Regions from separate parts of the Mus musculus genome. Here region 2 is linked to region 1. Evidence: chromatin contacts called from public Hi-C data. All regions are on one chromosome and are shown on one strand. The core of a region is the stretch at or near the end of the contact, and the rest is flanking DNA. Distances in the headings are between cores, read along the strand shown.

Evidence for each region. Hi-C and Micro-C count contacts between places; a contact is called where the count stands out from the background.
Region 2: a Hi-C map of bone marrow-derived macrophages shows a contact between it and region 1, with 7 times the contacts expected there. The contact joins two enhancer-like sites. A contact is called at or near these places in 4 of 39 promoter capture datasets (the C10 cell line, the HPC-7 cell line, embryonic stem cells and 1 more), 3 of 15 datasets of contacts at CTCF or cohesin (CD8 T cells, large pre-B cells and pro-B cells), 50 of 484 Hi-C or Micro-C datasets (the 63-12 cell line, B cells, the BV-2 cell line and 32 more), 5 of 115 datasets of contacts at active chromatin or transcription factors (bone marrow-derived dendritic cells, embryonic stem cells and microglia) and 1 of 9 other capture datasets (bone marrow-derived macrophages).

What each region holds. Positions count from the first base shown.
Region 1 is chr3:87,239,627-87,247,533 of GRCm38.p6, forward strand. No RefSeq gene overlaps it. Among named protein-coding and RNA genes, the nearest start is that of Fcrls, 20 kb to the right of the region's middle. Within about 2 kb of position 4,200, at least 3 of the 459 cell types and tissues checked have an H3K27ac peak or open chromatin away from gene starts, as enhancers often do. A contact at or near this core is called in bone marrow-derived macrophages, where this site is marked.
Region 2 is chr3:87,316,392-87,324,298 of GRCm38.p6, forward strand. No RefSeq gene overlaps it. Among named protein-coding and RNA genes, the nearest start is that of Gm31879, 30 kb to the left of the region's middle. Within about 2 kb of position 6,395, at least 6 of the 459 cell types and tissues checked have an H3K27ac peak or open chromatin away from gene starts, as enhancers often do. A contact at or near this core is called in bone marrow-derived macrophages, where this site is marked.

The sequences.
Region 1 (7,907 bases), core at 2,950-5,449:
ATTCTATTCTATTCTATTCTATTCTATTCTATTCTATTCTATTTTGAATATCCAGGTGTGGAAACCACCCATCTGAGAGTTCTCAGAGATAGCTGTTCCTACCTGTACCTTAGTACTGAGTGTTAGGGTAGGATGCAGAACTGCTTTGGAGTGTATTTACACAGGTCTACCCATGTAAGCAAATTTTAGAAGGCTTCATTCTAGGGCAAGCAAAGCTACCAGGAGCAGACCCCAGCTGTGCACTCAGGTGGCTCAGTGGGCAAAGTGTGAAAGGCGCTGCTTTTCACCCTCCCCCCTTTTTATTCCTTGGCTCTCATAACAATATTTAAGAAACAAAGCTTCCTTTTTATATACAGAAAAACAATCAACATTAATTACAGAGATTTAAAGAATATTGAAAATTAGGGGGAAATAGCAGATTAGTCTCTGGAAAATAAGTGAAATGAGTCCTATGATACACTGGCTCCCACTCTGTGATGGTGAAGGTGAGTTGTCGGCATGGCAGTTGAATCAGTTGGGAGACATGTCTGTAGAGGACTATCCTGACTGTCTGAGTGAGGTGGGAAGACCTGCCCACTGTGGATAGCACCATTTCATGGCTGAGATCCCGAGGTGTGTAAGTGATGAAAGGGGGTGGAACTACAGGATGCATCCCTTGCTCTCTGCTCCCCAATTGTGGGCAGGACCTTCCCAGCTGCTCTAAGCTTCTTCCTTCCGGCTTAGCTTCCCTGCTATGATGGAATATTTCTGGAACTGTGAGGAGAATAAACTCTTTTTTTTCTCCCTTAACTTAATTTTGTTCAGGATATTTTATCACAGCAACAGTCTATTCATTGTATGAATTTTAATTTAACTCAGTTGTAATCAAGTGATAAAAACAAAATTATACACATTTTGCACACATGGGTAAACTAGTCAACACATTAAAGAAAGGACCTGCAGACATGAGACCGAGTAAGGGAGAAACAAGTAACTTCTGGGATCTCAAACTAAGAATATTTTAGTTTATATCATAGTATATATTCACAAAATCATATTTTCATACACACACACACACACAAAACCTCCTCCTATGTGTCTTCAGAGACCAGAGTTACACAATGAAACCATTTATACCATTTGTCTTAAATTTAATCATAATAAGAAAGTCATTATAATTTAGTTGATAAAAATATATTTTATTCTTTAACTATTTATTGGTTCTTTGTGAAGCTCACATCCTGCACCCCAATCTCACTTATATGCCCACACTCTACCCTTGCAATATCGCTCCCTCAGCAGAAAAAAATCTCATTTAGGAAGTTGGAGTGTGTCCCAGTGTGTCCCACAGTACACCCTTTTGTCTACACTTCTTTGCTTGCAAATGTTCACTGCAAGGACTGGTACTAGGCCTCTGGCTTCTGCTACTCTATCCATACTGGATCCTCACTGGGTTGCCTCTCGGATATCCTGTGGTTGCCCTGTGTTATGGAGATCCTATGGTTTTGGATTGACAAAGGAAGACAGGCGGGAGTAAGAATCTTTAGGTAAACAATCGCTGCAGTACATTGGCCTGACTGGACTTGCTATTCGCATCAGAAGTGGAGTAGGTCATGTTTTATCTGGGTTTTCATCAACTTGGGAAAAAACATTATTTATAAACAATGTTTCTTGGTCTTTGAAGGGCAGTGGAAGGGGGAGCAGAAAACAAAAGAAATATGAAATAAGACAGTCTTGAGAAATACCAAGTAGGCTTTTGACCTCAGGCTAGCAAGGCTATTTAATACGACAGTGTTCAATTGCTTCTTCTGGTTTTGAGTACAGTTTAAAGAAAGAAAGATTTTTAATTTTGCCTTTTCTCTCTATTGGCTGGAACATAGCTTGGAGTAATTTGTTCCAAGATGAGGCTGTACATAGAGAGCCTGTGCTTGATCCCTTTCATTTCTGAAACTTGATTGCACAGGGGAACAGTCAGACTAGGCACACAGTCTTGGGGACAAGTGCCTGTATCCGTTACTTCTCTCACTGCTGAGACAAAACACCTGACCTAAACTCACAGTTTGAGGGGACACATTCCATCGCAGCAGTCAGGGTGAGAGGCTCGGTGAGCGCCATTACATTCAAGCACAGGAAGATGGATGTTCCTGTTTGCTTAGCTCTCTCTCTCTTTTTTATGGATCCTGCCTTCCCAGCCTTCAGAATGGTGCCGCCCACATTTAGGGTGGGCCTTTGCATCACAGTTAACTAAGCATAGGTAATCCTTTACAGGTATGCCCAGACTCTTGTTTCTAGAACTTGTCAAATTGACAGTCAAGACCAACCATCAGGATGACTGTCAACTCTTATGCTACTCTTGATTTATCACTGAAAACTAAGGCTGGGGAGATCGGAGGTCAGCCTTCAGGCTGATACTTTGAATTGTGGGAGGATGCCATTCTTATTTCTTCAAGATTTCTCCACCCTGTGGAAGTGCGATCCCAGGACTGAGTTTGTCTTCTGCACTTCTGCACTAGACTGGAGAGTTGGGAGAATCTTGTAGTGTAAGAAAGTGACTTTTTCTGCTTACTTTCACATATGTCTGCTCTGATTTTTCTAACAGCCAAGTTGTCCTATTGTTCTTCAATTCTAAAGACCTTAAAGTTTTAGGAGATTCATCTTACCCTCTACATTAGTTAGTTACCTTTGCATCATGGTGACTAAAACACTTGCTAGAAACAATGAAGGAAGATTTTATCTAGGTTCATGGTCCCAGAAGGTTACAGGTCACCACAGTTAGGAGGACTTGGCAGCGCTGCTCAGTGTGTAGGTGAGAGCACAGCATGGTGACGAGCATGTTCGTATACCAATGTGGAGCACAGAGGGGGGAGCACGGAGTGGGGATGAGAACCGAGGCTAGGCTACCATGTTCCAAGTCTCAGGCCCAGTGAAGGACTTCCATCAGACATCTCACACCTAAAGGTTCCACAGTCTCTCCAGACAGTGCCACGAACCAAAGAGCTGTGCAGGACACCTCAGATTCAAATCACATCTTCTGTTGGTAGGTTTCTGAGTCTTCAATTTTAGTGTTTAGTATCATTATTAGATTTATCTTTTCCTGGGATTTTATAGGTATTTGTTACAAAACTATAGGACACCAGGTTAGAAGCAGCTTGCCAGATATTTATTGACTCTATAAAGTCTGACTATGAAATTCAGAAGGCTTAATCCATCATAAAGTTATCATTTGCTCTTATAGGGAAGGTGGCTTAGACTTGTTGAGCCACTCAGAAACGAGCATAGAGTAGGGTTTCTAATTCAAGACTCTTTCTCCGACTCTCTCTCTCTCTCTCTTCCAGGTGTCCATATAGTTCCTGCACCATGGAGCCATTGTAAATGGTCAGGATTAGGTGTTAGAGACCACAGTATCCATTCCTTTCAGGGGTTTGCAGTCTAGTCTGCCCTCACCTGCTCATGCCCACAGGTAAGGGAGCAGGCAGGCTACATCTGGACCATGGCTGTTGGAGAGGCGCTTGCCCATCTTTGTCAATATTTCCCCTGTTACTGCTTCCCATTGGTAGCACCTCTGGTCTGATAGGTCAACATTGGGGGAATCCTGGGAAGCAATTCAGGTGGAGGCTATCCCTGTGACAGACAGAACCACGGCATCTATGGCAACAGTAAACAAGAACAGAGAGGAGCTATAGATGGAAGCAGGGTGAGAGAAAAAGGGTCAGAGAAGTCAACTGTCAGGAAGCAAAGGATGATGGGAAATGTTGGCCTCTCCACACAAGTCCTGGGCCGAAGGAGTCCAGGGGGATAAAGCAGAGGATGATTGAGAGGACACTTGAGCAGAGGAATGATCAAAGAAAAAGATGCTATAATCATAACCACAACCCGACATCTGATTTGGCCTCAAACTTAGGCTAGATGTGACAAAAGTAGAGCAGTATCTCTGACAGTGCTTCTCAACCTTCCCTTCCTGATGCTGGTGACCCCAACATAAAGTTATTTTTGTTGGTACTTCATGACTGTAAATTTGCTACTGTTATGAATCATAATGTAAATATCTGATATGGTATGTGACCCCTGTGAAAAGGTTGTTTGACCCCCAAAAAGGGTTGTGAGCCCCAGAACCTCTGATCTAAGGGCTGGTGCCAGAGCTGGCTGGCCTCTTTGCAAGCCTGCAGTTCCTGTGGTTTCTAAGAGACTAAGAGGGCTTGAGACTGCAGAACCCCGACTATGTCAGAAGAGGGCACTCTTTCCTAACAGACTGCTCCTACCAGCCTTTTAAAAGCAAGCCACACTGACCTGTCCTCTCAGCTAGACGAGACACATGGGGTACTTTATTCAGAGTCACTCCCTGATATTAGACCAAACTGATAGACCTGGGATCTTGTGTGGCTACACACTGTTGAATCCACAAATACATAAGGAGAACTGCACACATGTCAGCATTCTCCCAGGAGAGGCAGATGAAGAGGCAGTGCTCTGTGATGATTAATAAGGTATGCTGTACAGTAGCCTAAACATATATATCTCGGATGACTCTAACCATGGTAATAAAACCTTTAAGACATTGAAGAAATAACTGGCACTGCTAAGGGGGCCAAGATCTGAGACTAGGTAGGGAGACAAGATCTGGGACTAGGGAGAAATTCTAACACTGTTATTCTGCAAAAGGAACATAGCCACAAAATGACTTCTAATGACATTCTGCTAGACTATACAGAGAAGCAGCTTTTGCAGTAGATAGGAACTAACATATGGAGTCTCGAATGGGAAATTTGTGCAGTGAGAGACTTAGGAGCACCCTGTCCTAAGTGTGCCGTCTTCATAAAACCCTTCCCTCAGGACTCAGGGATCTATGCAGAAAAGGAGGTAGTACATTTATAAGAGCCAGAGGTGATGGCTGACCGCAAGGAAATAGTGTCTTCCAGAAACAACTGGACTGGGAGGGAGAAGTAGATATAGACTCCTAGCCTTAACTAAGAAACTATCTGCAATTGATCTCTGGAAAAGGAAAAATTAGACTGCAATGGAGTCTCACTGGATAATTGACCACAAATTAGAGTAGGCCCCGCCCAGGAGTAGCTGGCTGACACAACATGAACTCAATGGTGTTTTGTAATTTTTTTTCCTGTCTCATTTGATTTGTTTGGATTAAAAAAAATATTTATTTATTTCATGTATATGAGTGCTCTGTCTGCATATATACCTGCTTGCCAGAAGAGGGCATCAGATCACATTGTAGATGGTCAATGTGGTTGCTGAGATTTATTTATTTATTTATTTATTTATTTATTTATTTATTTACTTACTTACTTACTTTTGTTTTTCGAGACAGGGTTTCTCTGTATAGCCCTGGCTGTCCTGGAACTCACTCTGTAGACCAGGCTGGCCTCAAACTCAGAAATCCACCTGCCTCTGTCTCCCAAGTGCTGGGATTAAAGGTGTGTGCCACCACTGCTCGGTGATTGCTGAGAATTTAACTCAGGACTTCTGGAAGAGGAGCCAGTGCTCTTAATCGCTGGGCCATCTCTCCAATTCCTGTTTGGATATTTTTTGTCACATCAGTCTTTTGATTGTTTAGTTTGATTTCCATTTTGTGTGTGTGTTTCAGGTTATGTGTGTGCGCGCACACACATGTGTGTGTTTCTTATTTTTTTATTGTTTGAGAGAGACAGAGAGAGAATAAAGAGAGATCATAAAGTTGGGGAGTAGGTGGGTATAAGATCTGGGTATAAGATCTGGGAGAGAGGAAAACATGCTCAAAGTATATTATATGAAATTCTTTTCTCAATTTGAAAAAGAAAAGATGTGGTGTGAAGTACCTTGAATTAGAGTTGTAGGTCTGCCAATTCCTGTGTGCTCCTACATAATTTACTTAATCTCTCCAGGCTGTGTTGTTTCTAACTGAAAGAAGCCAAAAAAAAAAAAAAAAAAAAAGGCACTGACTTGGGGTTATTCTAAAAGCTAACTAAATAATTCAATGCAATTAAGGCATTCTGCGTACTGTCTCATTAGAAGATGGCAGTCATCGTGTTCTCATAAAGCTTCTACTGTTCTCAATGATGAAGAGAAGCACGGACTTTATGGAGCAATGCTGTTTTTATTCTCGTTCACTACTGTGAGTCTGAGGTGGTCACTCCGTCTCTCTGGTCCTTGATTTCTGGCATCTGCAGAGGATCAGCTTTCCGCTGATGTTATTGGTGGTGGTATTGTAGGCTAGTAGACATGGTGATGATAACACCCTTAGATCTGCCTGGTGACTCAGAAGCCCATTACAGGGGGTTCCACAGACTTCCAACTCCACCAGCAACCCTGTGGTTTTTCATGATGCCTTTTGGAGACATCTTTGTTTTTTATCCATGAAGAAGGAACCTTGGTCAAGGTAAACTCTTAAAATCCTTCCAAGTTTATTATTCAGGTTTCCTGCCGGAAGTCTGAATCCCTTTGTTACTTCACATGTCTGTCTAGGTGCAGATGTTATTTGACCAGCTTGTATCTTTGAGTTCACTTTTAATTGATCAGATGTGAATTGTCAAGTCCTGTAGTCAAAGAACTCCTGGCAGTCACTGCTGATAGATGAGGAGAGTGTCATGGTAGAGGACTCCTGGGCTGCCAAAGGGTGGCACTGACAATTCATTTCTAAATAACATGTGAACTATCAGTCATTTGCAAAACACTTTGATTGGTGATGGCAGCCCTGAACCACCTAGCAATGAGAAGCTTGAGTGGGTTACACATTCCTCCTCGTCCTCATTCTCGTCCTCCTTGTCCTCCTCCCCCTCCTCTCCTCCCCTCCTCCTCCTCCTCCTTCCCCTCCTGTCCTCCTCCTCCTCCTCCTCCTCCTCCTCCTCCTCCTCCTCCTCCTCCTCCTCCTCCTCCTCCTCCTCCTCCTCCTCCTCCTCCTCCTCCTCCTCCTCCTCCTTCTTCTTCTTCTTCTTCTTCTTCTTCTTCTTCTTCTTCTTCTCTTTTGGGTTTTTTTTTTGTTTGTTTCTTTGTATAGCCCTGACTGTCCTGGAACTCACTCTGTAGACCAGGCTGGCCTTGAACTCAGAAATCCGCCTGCCTCTCCCTCCCAAGTGCTGGGATTAAAGATGCGTGCCACCACTGCCTGGCTTTACATTTCTCTTCTTATAAAATGGAGGGAACATTATCTCCCTTTGGGGTTCTGAGCATTCAGTGTGATCATGCAGATGAGACTATGCAATTTAGAGTGGCAAATAATCAACTCAGTAAAAAAGCAAGTTCTAGTAACTCTCTTCTAATGGAGGACTGTGTCAGACTCACTTCTATCTTAGTATGCCATATGTCATGCACATTACACAATAGGGTTTTAATAATGACTCTGAGTATGTTTTTAATTGAAAATAATTTTTCATAACTATATTCTAATTATACTTTCCCTTCCCTTGTCTCCTCCCTGATCCCACTTGTGCCACATGATCCTTCTCTCTCTCTCTCTCTCTTTCTCTGACTCTCTCTCTCTCTCTCTCTCCCTCTCCTTCTCCCTCCCCCACTCCAACAGTGTGTTTAAAGCAAAGTCAATTTAGCACAGTCTCATTGGCACGGGAATATTCCTTGGCCTTTGGATGTCTAGTCAGCTGTAGTTTGTTTGCAGAATTATAAAAAAATGAGAGTCTGGCAAGGAATGCCATTCTCCCCACAACCCCAGTCTATTCAGGGGAGCCCAAGCATCTAAATACAGCAGCCACAGGTGATTACAGCCAACCCAAGACAAAAGGGCAGCCTTTATAAACAGATGCCTTTGCAATACAAAATCTGTTCAATGCTTTGCTGCTTATTTTTAGAACTTAGTGTTTTAAAAAAGGCAGCAGTAGGAGAAGCCTCTCTCGCTGAACTCCACTCTGTGATAATGCCAGTTCTCAGTCTGAGAACTCAAGAAGATTGAGAGGTGTGGATGACACATACGTACACTTGCATGC
Region 2 (7,907 bases), core at 5,145-7,644, 79 kb after region 1:
TTAGGTGTGTTGTCAGGCTGCTAATGTGTGCTCTCTCTAGTTTCTTTTTGGAGGCACTCAGAGCTATGAGTTTTCCTCTTAGAAATGCTCTCATTGTGTCCCATAAGTTTGGGTATGTTGTGGCTTCATTTTCATTAAACTCCAAAAAGTCCTTAATTTCTTTCTTTATTCCTTCCTTGACCGAGGTATCATTGAGAAGAGTGTTGTTCAGTTTCCACGTGAATGTTGTCTTTCTATTATTTATTTTGTCATTGAAGATCAGCCTTAGTCCATGGTGATCTGATAGTATGCATGGGAAAATTTCAATATTTTTGTATACGTTGAGGCTTGTTTTGTGACCAATTATGTGATCAGTTTTGGAGAAGGTACCATGAGGTGCTGAGAAGAAGGTATATCCTTTTGTTTTAGGATAAAATGTTTTGTAGATATCTGTTAAGTCCATTTGTTTCATCACTTCTGTTAGTTTCACTGTGTCTCTGTTTAGTTTCTGTTTCCATGATCTGTCCATTGGTGAAAGTGGTGTGTTGAAGTCTCCCACTATTATTGTGTGAGGTACAATGTGTGGTTTGAGCTTTACTAAAGTTTCTTTAATGAATGTGGCTGCCCTTGTATTTGGAGCATAGATATTCAGAATTGAGAGTTCCTCTTGGAAGATTTTACCTTTGATGAGTATGAAGTGCCCCTCCTTGTCTTTTTTGATTACTTTGGGTTGGAAGTCGATTTTGTTAGATATTAGAATGGCTACTCCAGCTTGTTTCTTCACACCATTTGCTTGGAAAATTGTTTTCCAGCCTTTTACTCTGAGGTAGTGTCTGTCTTTTTCCCTGAGATGAGTTTCCTGTAGGAAGCAAAATGTTGGGTTTTGTTTGTGTAGCCAGTTTGTTAGTCTATATCTTTTTATTGGGGGAGTTGAGTCCATTGATATTAAGAGATATTAAGGAAAAGTAATTGTTGCTTCCCGTTACTTTTGTTGTTAAAGTTGGCATTCTGTTCTTGTGGCTGTCTTCTTTTAGGTTTGTTGAGGGATTATCTTCTTGCTTTTTCTAGGGCGTGGTTTCCGTCCTTGTTTTGGATTTTTTCTGTTATTATCCTTTGAAGGGCTGGATTCATGGAAAGATAATGTGTGAATTTGGTTTTGTCGTGGAATACTTTGATTTCTTGATCTATGGTAATTGAGAGTTTGGCTGGGTATAGTAGCCTGGGCTGGAATTTGTGTTCTCTTACTGTCTGTATAACATCTGTCCAGGCTCTTCTGGCTTTCATAGTCTCTGGTGAAAAATCTGGTGTAATTCTGATAGGCTTGCCTTTATATGTTACTTGATCTTTTTCCCTTTCTGCTTTTAGTATTCTATCTTTATTTAGTGCATTTGTTGTTCTGATTATTATGTGTCGGGAGGAATTTCTTTTCTGGTCCAGTCTATTTGGAGTTCTGTAGGCTTCTTGTATGTTCATGGGCATCTCTTTCTTTAGATTTGGGAAGTTTTCTTCTATAATTTTGTTGAAGATATTTGCTGGTCCTTTGAGTTGAAAATCTTCATTCTCATCGACTCCTATTATTCGTAGGTTCGGTCTTCTCATTGTGTCCTAGATTTCCTGGATGTTTTGAGTTAGGATCTTTTTGCATTTTGTATTTTCTTTGATTGTTGTGCCGATGTTCTCTATGGAATCTTCTGCACCTGAGATTCTCTCTTCCATCTCTTGTATTCTATTGCTGATGCTTACATCTATGGTTCCAGATTTCTTTTCTAGGGTTTCTATCTCCAGCGTTGCCTCACTTTGGGTTTTCTTTATTGTGTCTACTTCCCTTTTTAGGTCTTGGATGGTTTTATTCAATTCCATCACCTGTTTGGTTCTGTTTTTCTGCAATTCTTTAAGGGATTTTTGTGCTTCCTCTTTAATGTCTTCTACCTGTTTAGCAGTGTTCTCCTGTATTTCTTTAAGTGAGTTAAAGTCCTTCTTGATGTCCTCTACCATCATCATGAGATATGCTTTTAAATCCAGGTCTAGCTTTTCGGGTGTTTTGGGGTGCCCTGGACTGGGCGTAGTGGAAGTGCTGGGTTCTGATGATGGTGAGTGGTCCTGGTTTCTGTTAGTAAGATTCTTACGTTTACCTTTCGCCATCTGGTAATCTCTGGAGTTAGTTGTTATAGTTGTCTCTGTTTAGAGATTGTTCCTCTGGTGATTTTGTTACCCTCTATTAGCAGACCTGGGAGACTAGCTCTCTCCTCTGAGTTTCAGTGGTCAGAGCAGTCTCTGCAGGCAAGGTCTCCTCTTTCAGGGAAGGTGCACAGTTATCTGGCGTTTGGACCTCCTCCTGGCCGAAGATGAAGGCCCAAAACAGGATCTTTCACAGAAGCTGTGTTGCTTTGGCCTGTCACAGTAGCCATTGTTTCAGTAGTCCACAGTCTCACCTGTGTAGACTACTTTCCGCGGAGTCCTGAAACCAAGATGGCTCCCGTGGATCTTGAGGTAAAGGCCTCCCAGGCTGGGTGGACACCTGTCCTCTGGCCAGGAAGGTGGCCGGATGTCTGGAGCCCGAAAATGGCGCTGCCCTAGAAGCTCTGTGGCTCTCGTGTGTCCCAGAAGCTGCTAGTCTCTGTAGTCTACACTCTCACCTGTGCAGACTGTCCTCCACAGAGTCCCAAAACCAAGATGGCTGCTGCGGAACCTGAGGCAGAAGCCTCCTGGGCCGGGCGGACACCTGTCCTCTGATCAGGAAGGTGGCTGGTTGTCTGGAGCCGAAAATGGCGCCTCCTCAGAAGGTCTGTGGCTCTCGCCTGTCCCAGAAGCTGCTAGCCTCTGTAGTCCACACTCTCACCTGTGCAGACTGCCCGCTGTAGAGTCCCAGAACCGAGATGGCTCCCACGGAACCTGAGGCAGAAGCCTCCCAAGCCGGGCGGACACCTGTTCTCTTATTGTGTGTATTTTTATAAATAGAAATGAGGTTTATACTTTGTTGTGATTGGTCATTTGTGCTAGGAGAAGACAGGAGAAGAACTTACATAAATCATTAAGGGAAAACTGAGAGTCACAATTAAAGAGAAAATTGACATTTGTTATCAGTTATTGGCACAAGATCATCAGACTGAACCTGTGAGATATTAAATAAAAAATCACTACCTTCAAGAAATATGCTAACAACTTGGGGATGTTTCCTTAGAATATCGTGTGTGTGTAGGGGTATCTTCATAATTGTAAACTCTTTAGAGAATCATGCTAAAACATACATGAGAACTCAAATATTAACATTTTTCTCTCAAAAACCTCTTACACTTCTTAAGCACTTGCTTAGTACACACTGAAGAACTGGAAATTCTTGACCAATGTGTTCAGTCTTCCAATATGTTACAGATTCTTAAAACACATTGCAGTTATTCAAAACATTAAAAATATAAATTGTTTCTAAACAGGTAAAAGATACTAATGCCACATGCTTTTCTTACTTCATCTTCTCCATTTTACCTTTTCCAACCAAAGATTTTTATCATTAAATATAATTTTAATATTTTGATATAATGTTGACTTTTAAATATTAGCAATTTGCTTAATTGCTAGGTATAGAGACCTGAAGTACCAATGGCTTAGACTCTTACTTATTTTGTTTTTCACCTAAGAAGATGTCTTTCGTAGCTGTAGATGTGGGGTCTCAGCTGCTAGGCACTGTATGCCCAATGGGGCAGCAGTGAGTGACATGTCTACTATGGATGCAACCAGCCACTGAGAATGGCTCCACAGGGGTCAATCCATGTCTGGTCAAAAGTTCCGGGACGCGCAAAAGCTCTGGGCGGCAAATGGCTCCGGCCCAAAGGGGACTCTCTCTCAGTTGTGTTAAATGGACACGTTTATGTTTGCAGTCTTGCATTAGTGCTGCTTCCAGCTTGATTAGAGAAGCTCCTTTTTTCCCAGCGGGTGATGCTTAATGCAGAGGGTGACTGTTGAGTTATTGGTCCTAAATGGTAGATGTATAACTGTTGGAAAGAATATTCTTGGTGTCCCACAAGGAACTCAGAAGCAAAGGGACAGTATCTCAGCCAGGCAACTTCTTTTTGAAAACTAGTGTTCTGGGAACCAAACCAGGCTAGCGAGTAACTGCCAAAATGACCTCTGTCTTTTATCCCTGACATATGTGGTGACAATAGCTCATCCTAGTAGTGGGATCTCAACTTTACAATCTGATATAATTGGCTACAAAGGGAAAGGGGGGCTCAGAAATATGGGCCCGTGCACTGTTTCTCAAAACTCCCTGTCCCTCTTTATTATACACTAAATGTCTATTACTGTTTGTATCATCTGTTCCTCTGAAGTGGTAACCCTAACTGCCACTAAGGGATTAGGCAATGATAGAATGGCTTCTTGAACCTCACTCAGAAGGGGAAATAAAACAGTCATTGGAGGTGGATGAAGGGAACTGGGTAGGAGAGGGGACGGGGAGAAGAACGGCAGAGGGGGTCAGGTGTAGGGAGAGCTGGGGAGAGAGCCAGGAGAGTGAAATCTACGGACAGGGTAGGGGATGGACGTGGGGGGTGCATCTCTTGGTCATGCCAGACACCTGGACTGGGGAGGCTCCAAGGAGTCTATGAGGGTGATTGGTCCAATTTGAGATTCATCCCATAGGCAAGAACCAATTCCTGATTCTATTAATGATACTCAATTATGTTTGCAGACAAGAGCCTAGCATAACTATCTTCTGAGAGGCTCCACCCACCAGCTGACTGAAACAGAAGTAAAGACCCACAGCGAAACATTAGATGGAGCTCAGAGAGTCTTGTGGAAGAATTGGGGTAAGGATTGAGGAACTCCACAAGAAAACAGAGTCAACAAACAAGGACACTTGGGGGCTCCCAGAAACTGAACCACCAACCAAAGAACATGTATGGGCTGGACCTAACCACCCTAACCACCCCACATATGTAGCAGATGTGCAGCTTGGTCTTTATATGGGTCCCCAAACAACTGGAGCAGGGACTGTCCATGACTCTGTTGCCCGCCTGTGGATCCTGTTCTAACTGGGTTGCCTTGCCTGGCCTGCTGTGGCTCCATGTGCCAGAATGGGTTGGTACCCAGGGGCGACCTTCCCCTTCTCAGAGAAGGAGAGGGAAGGGCTGTGGGAGGGGAAAGTAGAGAGGAGGAGGAGGAGGAGGAGGAGGAGGAAGAGGAGGAGGAGGAGTTTAATTTTTTTCTTTTTTCTGTCTTGACCCACTTTTCATATTGGAGAAAGTTGTGCAGTTTCCATGAGTTTTTAATTTATCTCTTCAGACTTTCTTTGTGTGAGAATATGTGGTCAATTTTGGAGGAAGTTCTGTGAGGTGCTAAAAAGAAGGTATATTCTTCCATGTTTGGGTCAAATGCTCTGTAAATATTAAAATATTCTGTTAGGTCTGTTATTTGGTATAGAATTTCTGTTTAGTTTTAGTCTGGATGGCCTGTACATTAGTGAGAGTGGAGTATTGAACTCTCCAGCTATCACGGTGTGAAAGTCAATAGGTGGTTTAAGCTGTAGTAGTGTTATTCACAGAAATGGGTGCCTTTGTGTTTGGGGCATAGATATTAAGAACTGAAATGTCATTTTGGTGAATTTCTCCTTTGATGACTATAAAGTGTCCTTTTCTGTCCCTTTTGATTAGTTTTGGCTTGAAGTCTATTTTGTTAGATATTAAAATTTTCACAACTTTTAAATCCATTTGCTTGGAATATCTTTTCTCAACCTTTTACCCTGAGGCAATGTCCATGCTCGATGTTAATGATGTATGCTTCTCGGATGAAGCAGAAGGATGGATCCTGGTTTCACATCTAGTCTGTTAGTCTGTGTCTTTTTACTGGGGAATTGAGACTGTGGGTATTGAGAAATAGCAATGACCAATAATTGTTGATTCCTGTCATTTTGTTGTTGGTGATGATAGCATTGTTGTTGTTGTTGTTGGTGGTGGTGGTAGTGGAGGTGGTATTGTAGTTGTTATGTTTTTGGTTGTGGTGGTAGTGGTGGAGATGGTGGAGGTGGTGGTGGTATTGTTTTTGTTGTTTGTGGTGGTGGTATGTGGTTGTACTTCCCTTCTTTTGGTTTTGCTGTGTTAGTGGCTTTTTAATAAGTGTGTTACAGTTTTTCTTCTTATCCAGCTATCTCCCAAATGATTGAGGCTGGATTATTATATTATTTAACAAGCTTTAAAGGCACAATAACTGAGCAATATTACTCTATTTTAATCTTCTATGCTAGCCTGGTTACCTCAGCCCAGGTCCGTAAGGTACATGAGATATTTGCATTTTACAGCTTTCTCTTCGTGGTCTGTTCTCTCATGGTGTCTCCTGGACTCTTTCCCGGTGGCTAAACCCTACTTCTCTCTCCCACCCGCTTCCCTGGCTGGCAGGAAGTCCAGCCCTATTCTCTCCTCTGCTTAGTCATTGGCTGTTAAGCTGTCTTTATTGACACATCTGGGAACAAATGGGGAGCTGGTGTTTACACAAGCTTGAGACTGGAGATTCTCTGAATAAGGATTGCAATCAGATACAGGGGAGACAGAAATTGGCATTTGAATCTTCACACAGTGCACAATAACATTATGCCTACATTGCTGGTGTGAGATTGTTTATTTCCTGTGTTTTCATGGGTCTAGTTAACCTCCTTGCATTGGTCTTTCCCTTCTAGGACCTACAGTAGGGCTGGATTTGTAGCTAGATATAGTTTAAATTTAGCTTTTTAATGAATATCTTATTTGCCCCATCTATGGTGATTGAAGGATTTGCTGGGTATAGTAGTCTGTCTGGCGTCTGTGGTCTTTCAAAGTCTGTAAGACATCTGTCCCGGCCCTTCTGGCATTTAGAGTTTCCATTGAGAAATCAGGTGTCATTCTGATAGGTCTGCCTTTATATGTGACTTGACCTTTCTCCCTTGAAGTTTTCAATATTCTCTCTTTGTTCTGGATGCTTGGTGTTTTGGTTATTATGTGGCAAGGAGGCTTTGTCTTCTGGTCCAATCCATTTGGTGTTCTGTATGATTTTTGTACCTTTATAGGTATGTCCTATTTTTAGATTTGGAAAATCTTTTCTATGATTTTGTTGAAAATATTTTCTGAGCCTTTGAGCTGAGTTTTTTCACCTTCTTCTGTTGTTAGTATTCTTAGGTTTTGTCTTTTCATAGTGTCCCAGATTTTCTGGATGCATTGTGTCAGGAAATTTTTTTTATTTAACATTTTCTTTAACTGATCTATCCACTTCTTCCATCATACTTCAGTGTTTGAGATCTTCTCTTCCATCTCTTGTATTCTGTTAGTGAAGCTTGCCTCTATAGTTCCTGCTCAAATTTCTAAACTTTTCATTTCCAGAATTCCTTCAGTTTGTGTTTTATTTACTGTATATATTTCCAGTTTCAGGTCTTGAGCAATTTTATTCATTTCCTTCAGCTATTTGGATTTTTTGGTTTTGTTTGATTTTTGTTGTTGTTTAACTTTCTTGGGTTTCTTCATTTCCTACGATTGTTTGTTGTTTTTTCCTAATTTTCTTTTTTTTTAATTAAAAAAATTTTTTTTTAATTTTTTAAACATTTTAAAAAGATTCTGCTTGCATGTATGCCTGCCTGCCAGAAGAGGGCACCAGATCTTAATATAAATGGTTATGACCCACCCGTAGTTACTGGGAATTAAACTCAGCACCTCTGGAAGAGCAGCCAGTGCTCTTAACCTCCAAGCTATCTCTCCAGCCCCTTTCCTAGATTTATTTCAGGGATTTATTTCTTTCCTTCTTAACGGCCTCTATCATCTTTATGTAGTTTTAAGGTCTTTCTCTTGTGCTTCAGCTATGTTGGAATATTGAGGGCCTGCTGTAGTGAGATAGCTGAGCTGTAGTGAGGACTTAACTGTCCTAGGGGTCACTGATGGTGATCTTGTGCTGGTATCTAGGTATATGAGTTTGTG